Regions from separate parts of the Gossypium hirsutum genome. Here region 2 is linked to region 1. The links are chromatin contacts, called in public Hi-C maps. All regions are on one chromosome and are shown on one strand. The core of a region is the stretch at or near the end of the contact, and the rest is flanking DNA. Distances in the headings are between cores, read along the strand shown.

What was found. A called contact is a pair of places that touch in the nucleus more often than the background predicts.
Region 2: a Hi-C map of leaf shows a contact between it and region 1, with 1.9 times the contacts expected there. The contact joins two enhancer-like sites. A contact is called at or near these places in 6 of 34 Hi-C or Micro-C datasets (fibers and leaf).

Annotation. Positions count from the first base shown.
Region 1 is chrA13:22,218,975-22,224,938 of Gossypium_hirsutum_v2.1, reverse strand. No RefSeq gene overlaps it. Among protein-coding and RNA genes, the nearest start is that of LOC107893671, 16 kb to the right of the region's middle. Within about 2 kb of position 3,323, at least 9 of the 9 cell types and tissues checked have an H3K27ac peak or open chromatin away from gene starts, as enhancers often do. A contact at or near this core is called in leaf, where this site is marked.
Region 2 is chrA13:22,303,406-22,309,369 of Gossypium_hirsutum_v2.1, reverse strand. LOC121212459 (a long non-coding RNA gene) reads right to left here. Exons shown (of 3, transcript XR_005907675.1): 2 at 5,208-5,964; 3 at 4,934-5,085. Among protein-coding and RNA genes, the nearest start is that of LOC121212459, 5.5 kb to the right of the region's middle. Within about 2 kb of position 2,674, at least 3 of the 9 cell types and tissues checked have an H3K27ac peak or open chromatin away from gene starts, as enhancers often do. A contact at or near this core is called in leaf, where this site is marked.

The DNA.
Region 1 (5,964 bases), core at 2,074-4,573:
CAATGTAAACTTTAAAATAAATTGCCCGAGTGTGAAAAGGGAAAGGATGTGCTGGAGAAAAAAAAAAGGTGTGATTCTATGGAAAATCCCTGAGCAACATTCATGGTGTCGGCAGGCACATTCGCAACAGTAATCCTAAGGTTTGTACAATGATGACCCAATTATCAAACGGTGCTCATTGAGCCATAAACACAAAATCCCTCAGCAACCTCTCTTTTAAAAAAAATAAAAAAAATTTAAGGTTAATTGCATCACAACCCTTAAATTATGACCAAGATTTTAAATTGATCTCCAAATTTCACCTGACATCTCCAAACTATGACATTCATTCTAAATTGGGCCCTAAACTTCAAAATATTCTAATACATCCTCAAACTATCGATGCTATATAAATCATGTCCTTCCATTATTAAAATCATTAATTTAACCGTTAAAAGACATGTCAAATCTTATCGAACTATCAGTGCTCAAACACACCCAGCTGTTAGGTAAGGGCCAATTGTGAAGATGACTTCGTGCTTTATGGAATGAGAACTGTAAAGAGGATAAATATTATTTCGCCCAGCTATAAGAGATTTTAATAATTTCATCAGCACTCCAAATAGTATCTTGGAAGATGAACAGGTTTCGATTCTTCCAAATACGCCACATCGGATTCAAACTAGCATTTAAGGTTTAAATTGGCTAGTAAGTTGATAGAAAGACTTGATTGATACAATATTGGTAATTTGAGGACACATACAAAACATTTTGAAGTTCATGAACCAATTTAAAATTTAACCCTATTCTTTACTTCATGTTGGTCTGTTACCCTTTCTTCAATTGATGAGAAGAAAATGTAGTTATATATATCTTTGGAACCCTCTTAACGTAATTATTACAGACCAGGAGTTTTTCAAAGTGTTCTTCACCGAATCCAATGGGTAGTTGTTGTTGGAAATCTTTTGTCTGTTTTAAAGGATCATAAGCTAGTTAGGTAATCTACCAATTTAAGGCAGTTAAAAAGAGTTAAAATACAATATTGCAGTGGAGCAAATCTAGTCCAAAGATTCAGGCAAAAAAACTCTATTGATTACGGCCATGAATTAAGCTATAGTGGCTAATGCTCTCCAATAATTTGGGAATTATATTTGGTTAAAATATATTCCAACTCCATGTATTCTTTGTATATTTGATATTTAATCATTTTACTTCTATTTTTAAGAATTTAGTCCTTTACTTTTTCGATTTTAAAATTTGGATTTAATTATTAACCTTTTTTATTAAATTTCCTAATGTGACATCTTAAAAAAAAGAATATTCACTTAGTAGTCACGTAACAAAAAATTAACATTATAATAAACCTAAATTTAACAGAATAATTTTAACGATATTAGTAATTAAACTTGTATTTTTTAATCTTAAAATAATGAAATTAAATTCCTTGAAATAAAAGTAAAATTTCATGTTTTAATCACTGCATTTCTATGATATAATTGTTTACCTTCTCATTGTTAGGGGTAAGCAAAACTCGATGGGTTTTGAAAAAATCATAAAAAATTTGAATTTTGAGTTAATCGAATTAAGTTATTCGATTTTTTCGAGTGAACTCAAATAAGTAATTTGAGTTTCAAGTTTGAATCGAGTTGAATTTTACAATTCGAATAACATATTGATATAAATACTCTTTTGGTCCCTGTCAAATTTAAAAATGAACAAATTAATCTCTCCCAATAAAAATTACAAAAAAAGAATTCAAATAATTTTCAAAATTCAAAATATTTATAAAAAATCCAAAATTTATAAAAAAAATTCTAAAGAATATGTAAAGAAAGTTAAAATTTAAAATTTAAAATTTTCTAAAATAATAATTTTGAGACATAAATAAGTTAATTAATGATTCAAATTTATCATACTAAAGTATATATATATATATTGCTTTAAAAAAGTTTTAAAATATATATGATTTAACGTATTTGTATCAATTAAAAGTTTTTTTTTTTTGGTAAGAATGCTGTCGTCTTCTGTGGTTGAAAGTGCAAACAAGATCAGAGAGGATATCCCTTTCCTTGATGATTCTAATACTAAGAAGGTCAGATTTAAGGAATCGGATGTGTCTTCTGATGATGTTATGGTGGTAGATCCACTACCAGAGCCTTCGTTGTCTTGGAAGGATATGTTAGTGGGGAAGGAAACTTTAGATCTAAATAACACGTCTGAGGACCAGTGCTCTGCAGATAGTTTCGCCCTTACAAAGCAGGATGTCAAGAAATATTGTATTGATGGAGTTCCCTCAATTGATTTCTCGGAGAGAGTCTATCAACTTCTGGAAAAGGAAATGTCAACCTCGGTGGTTCTTAAGATGCTGGGAAGGAACCTTGGAATTACGACCCTGCAAAATAGATTATATGGAATATGGAAGCCGGCTAAGCCTTTTCAATTAATGGATACAGAAAATGGCTACTATCTTGCAAAATTTGAGACTACTGCAGATTACAACAAAATTCTTTCTCAGGGACCGTGGGTTATTTTCGGTCATTATCTTACGGTCCAGCCTTAGACGATTGATTTCAATCCCAATTTGCCCTACCCAAATTAGGTCCTTACTTGGATTCGCTTTCCTGGGTTACCTAGTCATTTTTATAAAAAACAGATACTTATAGAGATAGGAGGCTTGATAGGGAAAGTCACCAAATTGGATACGAACACGGATAGTAGAGCAAGGGGTCGTTATGCTCGTATGGCAGTGCTTGTCAATCTGGGACGGCCGTTAGTCTCTAAAATCTTTATTAATGGTAACCCTCAGAGGATTGAGTATGAAAACTTACCTGTGGTATGTTTTAATTGTGGTTGTTATGGTCACACTAAAGAATCCTGTTCAATGATCACACAAAGATCAGGGGAAAATGAGAAGGGTGAGTCGTCGGGCCATGATTCGAGTACTAATGTGGTGGCCGGAGAAGAAGCTTACGGGCCTTGGATGCTGGTGGAGAGAAAGTCCAAGCGCGGCAATCTGGAGGTTTCTAAAAAAGGCAATAATTTGAAAGGAGAGAAAAATCTGGGATCACGGTTCCAATCTCTTGCAGATTTGGAGGAGGTGCCTTCGGTAGAAGAAATAATTAAGGAACCACAATCAAATCTGAAGAATAAAGGGAAAGCTCCCTTAAATGCTTCTCTAATTATGACACCAACGGGCAGGAAATCTGTTGCTAATGTTTCGAAGAGTGTCAATTCAGGTGTGTCGGTGGATAGTTCTTTTAAAGGGCAGGCACGTGCCCTCCAGCCCACTACCCGTTCTGTGTTTCAGACCACGAGTCAGCCTTCTATGGGCCAGGATCAACAAATGTCCAAGATGGTTTTGAATTTGTCCTCTTCGACCGATAAAGACCAGACGGATAGTAATGGTTGTGGTGGGTTACAGCAGGAGGCCCAAAATTCGAACATAGCTGCTACAGTTTCTGCCAAAGCTTTAAGTACTTCGGATATCCCCTCGATAATCAATGACGCTAACAATAGGACATTAAATCCAGTGAACCATATTGTGCATTTCAACCCTGCTTTCGAGGAGACCTCTTTTGTCAATGTGGACGTGAAGGAAGGTGTTTTGGATGCCAAAAATCACTCGGCAGCCGTGTTTTCTAATAGAAGTCCTACAGAGAATACGACTGAGCAATTGAGGGGCAGACATTCGACCGAAATTAATTTATCCAAAAAGGTTTTTAAGGGCCAGTATACTAAAGGGACTGGTTCCAAAAGAGGATGGAAGCTGAATAAAACTTTAAAAGGACCAGGGAGTTATTTTAAATATTCTGAGAATATTCGTGTTCCTTTTGCAGATTCTATGAAGAGAGCAGCGGAACTTATCGCTTCAGAAATTGATGGGAAATCAGTCATGGATTTAACAGAGAAGTCTGGCAAGGAAGTAGAGTTCCCTCATTCTGTTCATCAATAAGATAAGTTTGTCTTTCTTTTATCTTTTATTTTATTATGAATTTGTCTATTTTATCTTAGAATGTACAGGGATGTGCATCAGATAAGTTTTTACGAGCTTTTCGTGAGTACAATAATCAGCATAAGCCTAATATCATTAGTTTACTTGAGCCAAGAATTAGTGGAAACAAAGCTGACAAAATTATTACAAAGTTGGGCTAGGATAAGTCTCACCGTGTGGAAGCCGTAAGCTTCTCTGGAGGTATCTGGATTGGATGGAAAGATTCGATTGATTTAAAGGTGGTAGGTAACCACACTCAATTTATTTTGGCCCGTATCTATTCTATATTAATTCCTAAGCCGATTTTGGTTGCTTTCGTTTATGGGAGCCCTGATAAAATGCGAAGGAAGGTCTTGTGGAATGATCTTAGCTGCTCAATTCCCATTGGAAAGGATCATTGGATGGCAATTGGAGATTTTAATGCCATTCTCTCTTCCGATGATAAGAAAAGAGGTCATATCAAAGGTCGCAGGTGTCAGTTATTTGGAAATTTTATGGATAGAGCTCAGCTGCATGATTTGGGTTTCCAAGGTCCTTCGTTCACTTAGCATCGGGGTAATCTTTCTGAGAGATTGGACAGGGCTGTGGGCAATGACTCTTGGATGGAATTATTTCCCAATTGTTCGGTGTCCCATCTGCCTCGAATTAAGTCAGATCACCGCCCCCTTCTATTTAACCTTTTTAAAAACGATAGACTTGGTGTTAATCGTCCCTTCCGTTTTTTAGCTGGTTGCCTTCACCACCAAAATTTCTCTGAGTTTGTTAAGGAAAATTGGTGTTTTGATGGTAACATGACTAGTGCAATTGTACGTTTAACGGATAAGCTTAAAAACTGGAACAAATGTGTTTATGGCCATATTAATCAGAGGAAGAGGCAGTTAATGCATCAGCTCTCTAAGACTCAATTTGCTTTGGACCTTTCTTGTTTGAAATCTATTTTTCATCAGGAAATTTTGATTCGCGAGGAGTTGGAAAATGTTCTTCATCATGAGGAAATGTTATGGAAGCAAAAATCCAGATGTGAGTGGCTGAAATTGGGTGACCGTAACACAAGTTATTTTCATAGGCGCACTGTTCAGAGGAGGAATTTTAATAAAATCACTGCTTTACGTGATACCAATGGAGATTGGAATTTTGATCCTGAGACACTCAAAACTGAAGCGGCTCAGTTTTTCCAAAAGCTTTACGGGGAAAATCCAAGATCACTAGGTACTATTCCTCCCAGCGCTTTTCCTAGTCTTAGCACTGAAGACGCTGATTTTCTCAATAGAAATGTTATGAATGAGGAAATAAGAATTGCACTTTTCGATATGGCACCATTGAAAGCCCAAGGTAGCGATGGTTTTCAGGCTGCTTTCTTCCAAAATCAATGGGATAATATTGGAGATGCCATCTGTGAGTGGGTCAAGAATATTTTCGAAGGGGGAGACATCGAACCAGAGTTTAATAACACTCTTATTGTGTTAATTCCCAAAGTAAAAAGTCCAGAAACTTTTTCTCACTTCCGACCCATCAGCCTTTGCTCAGTGTTGTATAAATTAGTAATGAAAGACATTGCTAATAAGTTTAAGTCTATTTTTCCAAAGATTATCGGGCAAGAACAAGCAGGCTTCATTGTAGGAAGAAGCATTATTGACAACATCATTATTGCTCAGGAAGTTTTACATTCTATGCGGTCTAAAAAGAGACTTCAATGGATGGCTGTCAAGATTGATTTGGAAAAGGCTTACGATAAAGTCAGATGGGATTTTGTCGAAGCCTCTCTCAATGCAGCAGGTATTCCTTGTCATTTAGTGAAAGTTATTATGAATGCTATATCTTCATCCTCTTTGCAGGTACTTTGGAATAGTGAGCCAACTCAAAAGTTTAAGCCAGTGAGAGGTATCCGGCAAGGTTGTCCACTGTCACCCTATCTCTTTGTTCTCTGTATGGAATGGTTGGGGCATAGATTTCACCAGAGCATTTTGGCAAAGGAGTGGAGCCCCGTTCGACTA
Region 2 (5,964 bases), core at 1,425-3,924, 85 kb before region 1:
CAGTAATGACAATATATCGCAAAAAAATAGAAATAAAAATAAAGAACACAGATTTTACGTGGAAACCCTTTTGGGAAAAAACCATAGGCAGAGGAGAAGAAAATTCACTATGTCAAATTCTAATCATTACAAGAGGAATATACTATGTCTATTTATAGGCTTGTAAAATCATATTCTAATAGGAGTGTAGTAAGATTGAAACACCTTATTATAATCAATATCAAATAGATGAAGTTTAATAAGGTTTAAAAAACCTTATTCTAAAATAAAATAAAAGAAGTGTAGTTTTATAGGAATTTTACTTTTATTTTGTTTTACCACTGTATTTTATTTAAACAAGAATTCGAGTCACTTAATTCTAACATGATATATAAATAAATTTAAACTATATGTCCTCTCTTATAAATTTCTTCAAATAAAGAAACTTTAAAGAACTTATGTAAATGGTGAAGAAATTAACACTTATTTATAATTTATAGTGTAAGTGTGAACTATAAGAGTTTTCTAAGACAATGTGAGATTTATAAAAACTGTAATATAAACATTACATGCATTTCATTATGTAGCCAAAACATTTTAATATAATATATATTATGATATAAAAAAATCATAAATAATATATATTATTATATATATAATATAAATAACTTTAATCTATAGTCCTCTCTCATGAATTTCTTTAAATGAAGAAATTTTAAAAAAATATATTTAAATAGTGAAGAAATCAGACACTTTTATGGTGCAAACATTTCTCTTTCATATAATATAAACTATTATATATAAATAATAATATATATTACTATATATAAAAAATAAAAAATAAATATTATGATATAAATAAATTTAAACTATAATTCTGAAATTTTAAAAGAACTTTTGTAAATAATCAATAAATCAACAGTTATTTATAATTTAAGTGCGAGCTATGAAAATGTTTTATAATCAATGTGAAATTTAAAGTATAAGTGTTGAGTACGGAGAGAGAAATGTTTCACCAATTCATCTATATTCATGTATATGTGCTTTTGGAAGCAAGGAAAAATCATATTTATGAGTCAAAAGGCATAAATTTTTTTCATATTGGCCAAAGAAATAATGGGGATAAGTTTTTGACAATTACCCAAATGAACCTGATAAGAGATACATAACATATCCGATATGAAGCTTGAATTCAAATTGGTTACCCCACATTGAAAAGAGAAAGAAAAAAAAACTCAGTCTTAGGCCATACAAGAGAAAGGGAAATGAAGTCCAAATCAAAATGCACATATATATAATTCAAAGCAGTTGAGCAAACATATTGGCCCCTATAGGCTACATGTAAGACTATTCATAAGCAAAAATAATCAACTTGGTTCAATTAATTGGCAACCTACCTAAGAACTTGGTGTTATATACTAACAGATTATTGCTTCTTTTATTGGAAAGAAGTCCCAGCCTGCATTTATAGCTATTAGGGTTGTTTAAACTGAACTATTTCAAATGGGTTTTGCTTTGTATTTAAAGATCATTTTAGTGCTTTACAACATCATTACTCTGCCTGTCATTAAAACACTTCTAAGCTTTCGTTTTTGTTTTGGGTGGATGACCTTAGTTATTGTGATGTGGAGCTGGATTCAATTAGCCAGAAAATGACCCTTTTTTCAAAGTATCTTAACTTTTATCTTTCTAGGTTAGGTTTTAAAAATCTTAATTCTGAGGTGGAGATTTTGGAGATTTTTCAATGGATAAATTCATAGCATGAAATATTTTGAGAAATTTTGTTCTAAGTCAAATTGATTTAACATTAGTTTTTATTTATTTATAGTATTTAATATTATCAAATTACATTGCATCGCTTTTATAGAAAAAAATTGTCATAATTCAAGATAGAGTTATGGATGTTGCTAGAAGTCTTGACCTTTCTAAAAATGATAAAATTTTGATTTAATTTTTTAAAAATTATAAAGATATAGACTATTAAAATAGTAAGATTGCACTTTTATTATCATAAAAATATATAATTTAATTCCGATCCCCCAGAAATATTTTTAGCTTCACCTCTAGCCATAACTAGAGAAATCTAAACCCAAACTTTTTCTTTAGTATAATTAAAGTATTTATCATGTCTATTTTAGAGTTTATAAAGTTTAATCTTTACGAAGTTCATGTTTACATTTCCTATATTAGGATTTAATTCTCCTTAAGAGTATAATGTATTTTACCATTGTACTTGACACTTTATTTTTATATATTAAATCCAAACTTTTAACATGAAATTAAAAAACTTTCGTATATCTATTTTTTATATATTTTATCTTATTTATCACATCCCAAAGAGTAATTCACCATGAACCTTATGCGTTGGCTTGATGGCCAAGATATTCACTGCCCTAGGTGTGACTTGAGTTTGAATTGCGCTAATTACGTTATTGTTAGGACTTTACCCTACTCTTATAATTCAAAAATAATAATAATAATAATTCACCACATTTACTCCATTAAGTTTCCTTTTAATGATATCATTATTATATCTTCCTTTTTGCTATATAGAGCTATCTATTTCATGGGTGTGGGTTACGTAGTGTTCTCTTTATAAATTGCCATAAAGCGTAGTTAGATGGCATTGGACCATTTATTTTTATAGCTAAGCCATAGGATAGGAGACGTGAAAAATGTGGGTGAATTTATCGTGTGATAGGCACCAAACATTCAACCCAACTCATCCTGAAATGGGCCTCCCATTAATCTGGGCCACTCTTTGTTTACAACATTGCACGTGGTTTTCAACATCACCGTTTTCTTTTCTTTTCTTTTTTTGAGAAACGCCTTTTAATTTTCTAAATTATCGGTTTTGTTTTTCCAACATCCCCCTTCCACATATTAATATTGCTTTTTTTTTAATTTTTAAATCATAAAAAATTAAAAATTAATTATATGTTAAATAAAAAATATAATATAATTTAATTTTAAATCATCGCAATTTCTAAACCTACATTTTATAAATCGTCTAACTACATTAATTTAGATCAATGTTAAATTTTTCTAAGTAGACACTACTCACATCCAACTTGCAAGAGAATCAAGTCATAAAGTTCAACTCTTCCAAATAGGCATTTATTCATTTCCATACGAAACATTGTTATGAAAATAAAAAACTTGATTGAGACATAAAACCTAAAAAAAATAATAACTTGAGATTATTCCAATGGAATTTTCCAACTTAATCATGGATTGGATTAGACTAGTTTGGTCATTAATATCAAATACATATTGTTGGTTTCATATATAGAAATTAAGAGATTATGGTAATTAGACAAATAATTAGCTAGGTGATTAGTGTTTAAATCACAAGGGAAACAATATACTACAAGTTGAAATTATTGGCTACATATGGCAGACAACAGGATTGTGCTCTTTGTTAGGTACAAAAGAAATTTTTTTCACCTTATGAGAAATTATGCTTTTTTCTTTTCCCTCTAAAAGGAAATTTGTTTTCTCTACTCAACTTGGGCATATAGATACTATAATGATAGCTTATTATTGCATTGTGGTTATAACATTAATGATTAAGTAAGCATCTAGGCATTGTACCATCAACTTTGGATAGTCGTAATTAACTTCTTAAATTAGAGAAAAATCGAAAGAATAAGTAATTAAGTAGGCAAAAGAATTTCCTTAAAATCAAAGTTGTTTAACATTTTAGATGTAATTGTATGCACAATTGTTTAAAAAATAATACTCATCAAATCCACAATTCTTTGAAGGACAGCAAAATAATTAGGGTTTTTCTTTTCTTTGGTTTCCAACCTGCCATCATTAACATGTTCATAATTTAGTATGATTTGATTTGTTCAGCTAGCTCCCAGCTAAGCTAAGTTTATATATTTCTCCAAACAAACTGATGTAAAATGTTCCACCAACTCTGATAGTGGCGGGCCTTTTCCATGTTGGAGGTTATAATATCGAACCTTATAATTTGTATTTGAATGCCCAAGTGATGTACTATTTTAAAAGAATGTTTTTGATGTAATTTTGGTGGTCTACTTAATCTTAATTGGATTATGTAATCGTCAAATTAAATAATTCCACTAATTTTAATATTTTTGTGTAGGAGTTAGTATTAATGAATTTGTGGGGTTTTTTAAACTCTATTTATATGAGAGTTCTTGTATCGTGATTGAAGTATTGATAAAATTTAACACCCCAACATTAAGAGTGAATATTTTTTAAAATTAAAATCTTCTTTAAAATAAAAATTAAAAAAAGAAATATAGTTAGTAAATCCCAAACATATGATATACAAATAATAATAATAACAATAATAATAAGGGTGATGTTAGGATCCACCTGATTTAAGCAACGAACAAGTAAAAATAACAGAATAAATTGAGAAATTGAACACACAAATTTAATATGGAAAAACTCCTCCAAAGAGAATAAAAAAATCACGGGTAAAGATAATTATACTATATTGGCAAAAGAACGAAGAGTACAAAAATGGAGATAAAAACTAAACCCCGAAAACCCGAAAACAAAGAGCCCTCAAAACGTAAACACAAAATTCTCTAAATGTGTTATGGTTCTAATATCTAATGGGTGTATTTTCTAAGGTTGTAAAAGACCCTATTTATAGGAAAAATAGCAAGTCAAATAAACTATACTAATAAATGCTAAATATCTAATAAATACTAAATCTTCTAGAAAAAAAAATATTAGAATTTGGATCACACAACTCTAACAATTTCCACCTTGATTCAACGCCATCTTTGCCAAAGCCCACCACAGGCCTATCTTGAACTATGCAGGGAATTAACTGAGTCGAATCTGTGCTTAGAAGCTGGAAAACTACTAGCCTTCGACTTGTGCACTGCCAAATCAAAACTAACCCGGTATGATTTTCACGTACACAGTGCCCTAACTTTTCAAAACTTGCATCCAAAAGAGAACCTCTCTTTAACGAAACGGTCATACCTTTTTCCCTTCTATGACCAAGTTGCCTCCGCTCCAAATGAGTTGACTTCGATTCCGTAACGGACAAGGGACGTCCGATTTCACCGGTCACTGTAGATCCTTCCAGTATATAAAGACTCCCGATTCTTTTGCCTTTTAACAAAACAAAAGCTCCATAAGATACTTTAATACCGCTTGAATCGATGTTGATTCTGCATCTTTTCAAGTCTAAAATATTCAAGGAAATGAGATTCTTTCGTAAATCAGGTACATACCTGACATCTGAGAGTGTCTTAATCGTCCCATCGTGTGTCCTAATTTTAACAGTACCAATACTAATTACCTTACTGGATGAATCGTTTCCCATGCGCACAACTCCACCTTCAATCAAACTGTACGTGGAGAACCATTCTCTATTGGAACACATGTGGAAAGAACATCCCAAATCTAGGATCCACTAGGACGTGAGCTCGGAGTTATCACTCTTTGACACTAACAAGAAATCATCACCACCTTCATTGGCCAAATTAGCGCCAACTACATCTTCCTCGTTACTCTCAGCAGCTCTTTTATTTCGCAGTTTATAACAATCTTCTTTGATGTGACCTAACTTTTTACAATAACGACACATTTTGTCTCGTTTCTTTGATGCTACCAAAACGGAAGGTTGCCTATCTGCCTTGCTATCCAAACCAAACTCATTTTTGAGTTTGTCTCTACTCAACAAATGACCCTTCACATCTTCAAAGGAGAGTTGTCTCTACCATAAATAAATGTTTCCCTGAAAGACTTGTATGAAAGGGGTAAAGAGCACGATAATAGCATAGTCTAATCTTCATTGTCAATATGAATATCAACGTTCTTTAAATCATTTAAAAGAGTAATGAATTGACTGATGTGATATCTAAGAAGCTCACCTTCATTCATGTGAAACATAAATAGATGTTGTTTCAACACTAAGTAGTTAGCCAAAGACTTAGTCCCATAAAGAGTGTCTAACCTTTTCCACAATGCGGATGAGCTCTTCTCCAT